2 separate regions of the Sus scrofa genome follow, and region 2 is linked to region 1. The links are chromatin contacts, called in public Hi-C maps. All regions are on one chromosome and are shown on one strand. The core of a region is the stretch at or near the end of the contact, and the rest is flanking DNA. Distances in the headings are between cores, read along the strand shown. Region 1 has its middle 120 kb from the start of MDM1. Region 2 has its middle 54 kb from the start of RAP1B.

The links. Hi-C and Micro-C count contacts between places; a contact is called where the count stands out from the background.
Region 2: a contact with region 1 is called in a Hi-C map of liver, with 1.9 times the contacts expected there. The contact joins two enhancer-like sites. A contact is called at or near these places in 3 of 47 Hi-C or Micro-C datasets (blood and liver) and 2 of 2 datasets of contacts at active chromatin or transcription factors (alveolar macrophages and skeletal muscle).

The regions. Positions count from the first base shown.
Region 1 is chr5:32,789,897-32,792,973 of Sscrofa11.1, reverse strand. No RefSeq gene overlaps it. Among named protein-coding and RNA genes, the nearest start is that of MDM1, 120 kb to the right of the region's middle. Within about 2 kb of position 1,608, at least 3 of the 83 cell types and tissues checked have an H3K27ac peak or open chromatin away from gene starts, as enhancers often do. A contact at or near this core is called in liver, where this site is marked.
Region 2 is chr5:32,854,842-32,857,918 of Sscrofa11.1, reverse strand. No RefSeq gene overlaps it. Among named protein-coding and RNA genes, the nearest start is that of RAP1B, 54 kb to the left of the region's middle. Within about 2 kb of position 1,453, at least 24 of the 83 cell types and tissues checked have an H3K27ac peak or open chromatin away from gene starts, as enhancers often do. A contact at or near this core is called in liver, where this site is marked.

The sequences.
Region 1 (3,077 bases), core at 359-2,858:
ATAATAATAGCCATTGTTTTGGGCTTCTCAACATGTTTTTTTCTTGTTATTCTTCATTTTGATAAAAGGCAAATTTTCACTTGGAGAGAATGAAGTCAGCACAACAGAGAGAAGCAAAGCCTGGAGGCAGAAAAAACTGTTGATGAGACTTGAGCCTGATTCAACTACACCTAAAGCCAGATGCCCTGAACTTCTAAGTTACAAGAGGCAGTAAATTCCCACCTTGCTCCTCTCCTTTGTTTTCTAAGTTAGTTTTAGTTGACTTTCAGTCACTTGCATCAGAAAGAATCCCAACTAATATGACAGGCTAATGAGACGGTATTTAACTGAATTTTAGATGAACACCTCTATGGATAGAGCTAGGGCTCAATTTATAGTCTAACTTGAAATTATAACTTGCAGATTATTTCTTATTAAGTATATTGGTGGTAAGTAATTCTTATCCTTTGATTCAACACAGTACGGGAACAGACTGGTGCCTGCATTTTCCCCTTGGAGCTTGTTATTTTTCTCATAACAGATGAATTATTTGTAAGCAAAAATTAAAGATAAAAATCAATTCCCATCATCTTAAAAAAAAAGTAGTGAGCCTGTCCCTAGAGTTATGAAGGCTGCAGAGTAATTCATCTGTCAAGGGTTGCTGGAAGGCAGAGCCCACCAACCTCCCAGAATTCAGTGTTAAGGGAACTAATAATTTTGCGTTTGCAGATTTGAAGTTTTTGCTGCAGCAGCCAGGGCAAATACAGCAAATCTCTAGGTGAGCTGGCAAATTGCTTAATAACAGCTAGCTAATACCAGGTAATTAACAAGTAAGTACACCGATGGGTCTACTATTGTTTTCAGTGATTTTTATGTATCGTCACAAGCCTGATTAGGTACTGGTATTGTCATCTTTCCCATTTTCCAGACGAGAAAAATTAAGGCACAAAGTCGTTAAGCCATGCTAGGTAGCCAGGCAGTCTGATGCTGATGTGACATGCTCTGAATCATTGTGCTCCACTGCTCTAGGGTATTAGTCAACTTAGAAAGGTGCCTATGGTGTATCAGCAAGACCCAGGTCTCTACTCTGTCTCACATGCTTTTCCCTACACACAGCCCCCTGCCTCTTTCAAGACGTGGTTCAAATGTTCCCTTCTCATGAGCTCCTTGGCCACCTAATTTAAATGCATTCCCGGTCCCTCTTACTCTGCTCTAATTTCTCTTTTATTCATAGCACATGTTCCTTTCTCACATGCTATTTAGTTAACTTTAAAAAAAATTTTTTTTAGGGCTGCACCTGCAGCATATGTAAGTTCCCAGGCTAGGGGGATGGATAGGAGCTGCACTGCCCACCTGTGCCACAGCCACAGCAACACTAGGTCCAACCCTCATCTGTGACCTACACCACAGCTCACAGCAGCAGTGGATCCTTTAACCCACTAAGCGAGGCCAGGGATCGAACCTGCATCCTCATGGATACTAATTGGGTTCATAACTTGCTGAGCCACAACAGAAACTCCTTAATTAACTTTTTAAGTATTATTTTTTGTTGTTGTTTCTGTATGCTCCTGGAATGTGTACTTTGTGAAGACAGGGATGTTTGTTCACTTTGTTCATTGATGTACCTCATGTGCCTAGTGTATAACAGCCACTAAATATTTGTTGAGTGAGTGAACCAATCAATGAGTAAATACTGGGGGGTTCTGGGAGAAATTTTCCACTTGATCAGACAAAGAGGGAAAGCAGAAACTCTTTGCTACTCTCTGCAGCCTATTTCCTGCTCTTGAGACCCACTGGATGAGGATCTAATGTTTGAGCATTTGTAGGCCTCTTGCCACTGAAAAAGAGATGAACGGAATTATAGCCATGCCCCTGAGCTCTGCCTGCGCTTAACTATGAGCCAGCACTAGCAAAGAAAGGTCTCCAGATTTCTTGCTTGTGAAACCTTAAATCGTTCCTTTCAAAACCACTGTGAGTTAGGCGTGTTCTCACTTGTAGCCCAAAGCATCCTCAACTGATGTAATAATTAAGTCACTGCGGTAAAAAAGAAAGATATTTGGCTTTTGTCCCTGGTTCCTGGCACAGAGCCCCTAAAACTGTTAGGATTTCCTAAGTGATAAGAGTGACAGAAGTATCTTTTATTCTAATGAGGTGACAGAAACCAGGAGTTATAGTGTGAAAGGGCTGTCTTCTTTTTTTTTTTTTTTTTTTTTTTGTCTATTTAGGGCCACACCCATGGTATATGCAGGTTCCTAGGCTAGAGGTCGAATCAGAGCCAGAGCTTCTGGCCTATACCACAGCCATAGCAATGCATGATCCGAGCTGCATCTATGACTTAACACCACAGCTCATGGCAATGCCAGATCCTTAACCCAATGAGCAAGGCCAGGGATTGAACCTACGTCTTCATGGATACAAATTGGGTTTGTTAACCACTGATCCATGTTGGAAACTCCAGGGCTGTCTTATTTTGTGGATCAGTATAATCAACTCCTAAAGAATCTTTACTAAAATGGATTTGTGAAAGCAACTAATTTTGGGAAAATACTTTTGGTTTTGAAGGCTGCAGAGAGGAAGCCATGTTTGAGCTAAGACCCTAAAAAAGGAACCAGTCAGGAAATAAAGAAGAGGATGGGAAGAAGAGATTCTAGGCAGAGGTAATGACACAGGCAACTAATTAAAAAAAATATATCAAGTGCTTATTGAAATAGTGATAATGCTTTAACTGGAGTCTTTAAAGTAGTATTTGTGATAACCTTGTGAGTATTTACTATTATTATTCCAGCTTACAGATGAGAAAACTGAGAATTGGAGAGGTTAAGTCAGTTGCCTAAAATCACAGCTTACAAGTGGGGGGTCTAAGATTCAAACCAATTTGAGAGCATGAATTAAATACTGGACACTATCCAAGTTGCTGGTAGTAATGAAGACAACAATTGATGCCCCCCATGGAGCCAACATTTTGATGCTCTTTGCAGAAGTGAATCTGGAGAAGAGACACCTGGCGTATTTAGAGAGCCAATGGCTCCTTCATCTCCAAAGGAATCTTGGGAACTTGCTGCCATACAGGATGGTGATCAGTTGGACTGCTGGAATGC
Region 2 (3,077 bases), core at 204-2,703, 65 kb before region 1:
ACCACATCTGCAGCATATGGAAATTCCTGGGCCAGGGATTGAATCCAAGCTACGGCTGCAACCGCCGCTGGATCCTTTAACCCACTGCACTGGGCCAGGGATCGAACCCTTGCCCACAGTGGGAACTCTGGAATCCACATTTTGACAAAACTCAGTGTGTTGCAACTGGCCCTCAGGCTTCTGGAAAACATGCCTTTTTAATCTGCATATTCTCCTTTCGGTTAATGCCAGGTGTCAGGATGATGCTCCACTGCCTTAAACATAAATTCATGGTGTATTTCTCATAAGCATATCCTACACATCTAAATGTCACCTTATTTTTTGAACATGCACTTAGGTAGATCGGATACTACCATTCTGTGGTCTTCCCTGGGAGCCTGATTTTTATGGAGGTGGTAGGGTCCCTGGGCACATGAAGAGATTCACAGCTGTGGAAATCAGACAGTTGAAGTCCTAAACAACTTTTCTGAAAAAATAGTCATTTATGTTTCTTTTGGATTACATTCTCATCACCTGCTTTTCCATGCGGTGGTCAAACACAGGCAGAGGGAAAATTGATTAGAAGAGTCATGGCTATTTACATTAATATCCTTGAAAGGCTTTGTAAATTGGGCATTTGCAAAGGAGAACTGCTTTAGAAACAGTACAATTCTCCACTATCCATCTGGGACAAATAATTCTGTGGTACTGACTGAAGAAATCTTTTAGTGCAGATGAAACTCCATGAACGGCATTTCATTGCAGAGATAGCCAGAAATGACTATCTTATTAAGAAGCAATGTGATGGTAAAACATAATTAAAGTGAGTCAAATTACCAAGCAGGGGGCAAGAAGGAATAGAGGGGGACTTGAATATGTATATATAGGCCCAGATAAATTAATTCTATGGGCATTTGTTTATAATAATTATGCATAAATATTCAAATAATAACCTTGCCCCCAAATTAACTGTTATACTCCTTTTAATTGCATGAAGCAGGTTACATGCTCATTACCAACTTTGCCAAAGAACATGTAATGATGTGAAAACTAAAACCCCCATGAAACGTTTCCATAAAAAATGACCGTCAGTTTTTCCTTGACTTACATTTACTTGTCAATTTCAAAGGAATCAAATTTCATTATGCCATATAAATGAAGTATCCTGAAGGCACTAATTCCTGCTGTTTCAAAGCCTACCCTATATTTTCTGTGGCTTTCAGATAAATGTATTTCTTTTAGAAAAGCAATTCTCACAACCTAACCTAAGTGGACAGAGCAGGGGCTGTTTCTAATGAAACTAAGGAATTTGTGATGTCATCTTGTGTGTGGCAATCCCTCAATTAAGAGGGGAGGATCAGAAAATGCAAAACCCTATGATTACACCAACTAACTTAAAGGAAATGCATCAAAAGCTCATTATGCATGGTTACAGTTTGCAGCAAAATACAGTCCTATAGAAAGTGAAAATGCCTGTTCTTTTAAGTACCTTGGCTTCGGAAGCCAGCAGTGACAAACCTCACAGATCAACAGCCTTCCCTTTGAGCGAATGTAGAAAACCACTTGTTAGTTCCTTCCCTCCAAGCATCCCTTCCTGTGGCTCGACTTTGTTTTTAAACTATTTTATTTTTGGTAAAAATGGAGCTCACCAAACTCTAAAATACACGGAACCTCCTGCTGTCCATTGCAACACTGCAAGCAGCTCCAATATGAAAATTGGTGCATCACGTGTAACAAGGCAGTGGGGCACCAGGACTCCCCTCAGAAAGGGAAATGTGTTTACTTTGAAAAATACCCTGATAAGAGCTGGGAGAGTAGAAGAGAGCCCCGGAGGGGCTAGGGTGTGGGCGGAATGTTTCTGAGACAAAGGGAGCAATTTGGCAGTAACTTCCCAGTGCAGCATCTGGAGAGACAGGGGAGGGGCTGCAGCCAATGAGAGGGCAGCAACCAGCTTGCCCTCTGCCCACGTAACTCTTCCTTCCCTTCCCTCCTGCACACATCTTCGCTGAAATTACTGAACTGATGAAAAATTTGGTGTGAGTCTTTCTTTCTCTCTCTCTTTCTTTCTTAATTGAAAGGTGTAAAGGCTGGAGCTTGTGTCTAGATTAACTGAGTAGAACGAGGGTTAACTTCTGTGGATTCAAGAGTAGAGGCAGAAAAAAGCCTCTGTGAAGAAGTGTTCGGAATTTTTGTAGAAATTAGGGGAGGTCTCTAGACACAGATTTAGATGAGTTTACTGAAGGAATAAGGGAGTCCTTCATGGCATCTTGGTTAAACCAGCTACATTCTGGGCAGAATCACCACTTTGTGATACTGATGTCATGGGTGGAAAGCTACTGTGTGTTTTAAACTTCTTCATGGATAGGTTTGTGGAAACGTGACGTGACAAACACCAAGCATCATAGTTGATTTTGTAGTCTTTGAACTGGCTAGACTTCAAAATAATGTTAATTTAAGAGGCTGGCCGATGGAAAATATTTGAGTAGAATATCAAAGAACTTTAAAATCCCAGTCTTATATTTCATAAACATCCAACAACATCAGTTTTTCAAAGTCAATTCAAAATCCTGGAGAATAAGGGATAAATTCAGAACCAGGTAGACTGGTTATATAATATTCCCAAGGGACTCTTCATTACTCAGGCTGCAGATGAAGATGCACCAACAGCTGGGTCCCTTTGCACATGGTTATTATATCTGTTCTAGCATCAAATCTAGAGGGTCATAGTGTAAACCAATAGACAAACATATGTTTGATCATAGTTCACAGTGTCTTAGGGCTTTTTGATTATAAAAATAATAAATGGGGAGTTCCCTTTTGGCTCAGCAGGTTAAGGATCCAATGTTGTCACTGCTGTGGCTCTGGTTACAGCTGTGGCATGGGTTAGATCTCTGGCCCAGGAACTTCTGCTTCTGCATGCTGTGGGTGCAGCAATAACAACAAAAAGACATTAAAAATAATGGTATATTACCTAAAGAAATTATTTAATATCCAATTTCATTAGGTATTTCTTCCAAATGGAGTGGTCAGACCCAAAGTTTCAGATTGCATCATCTCCTGAGATGCCTTCTCTGATCACCGCCTACAAAGTTTTCCTT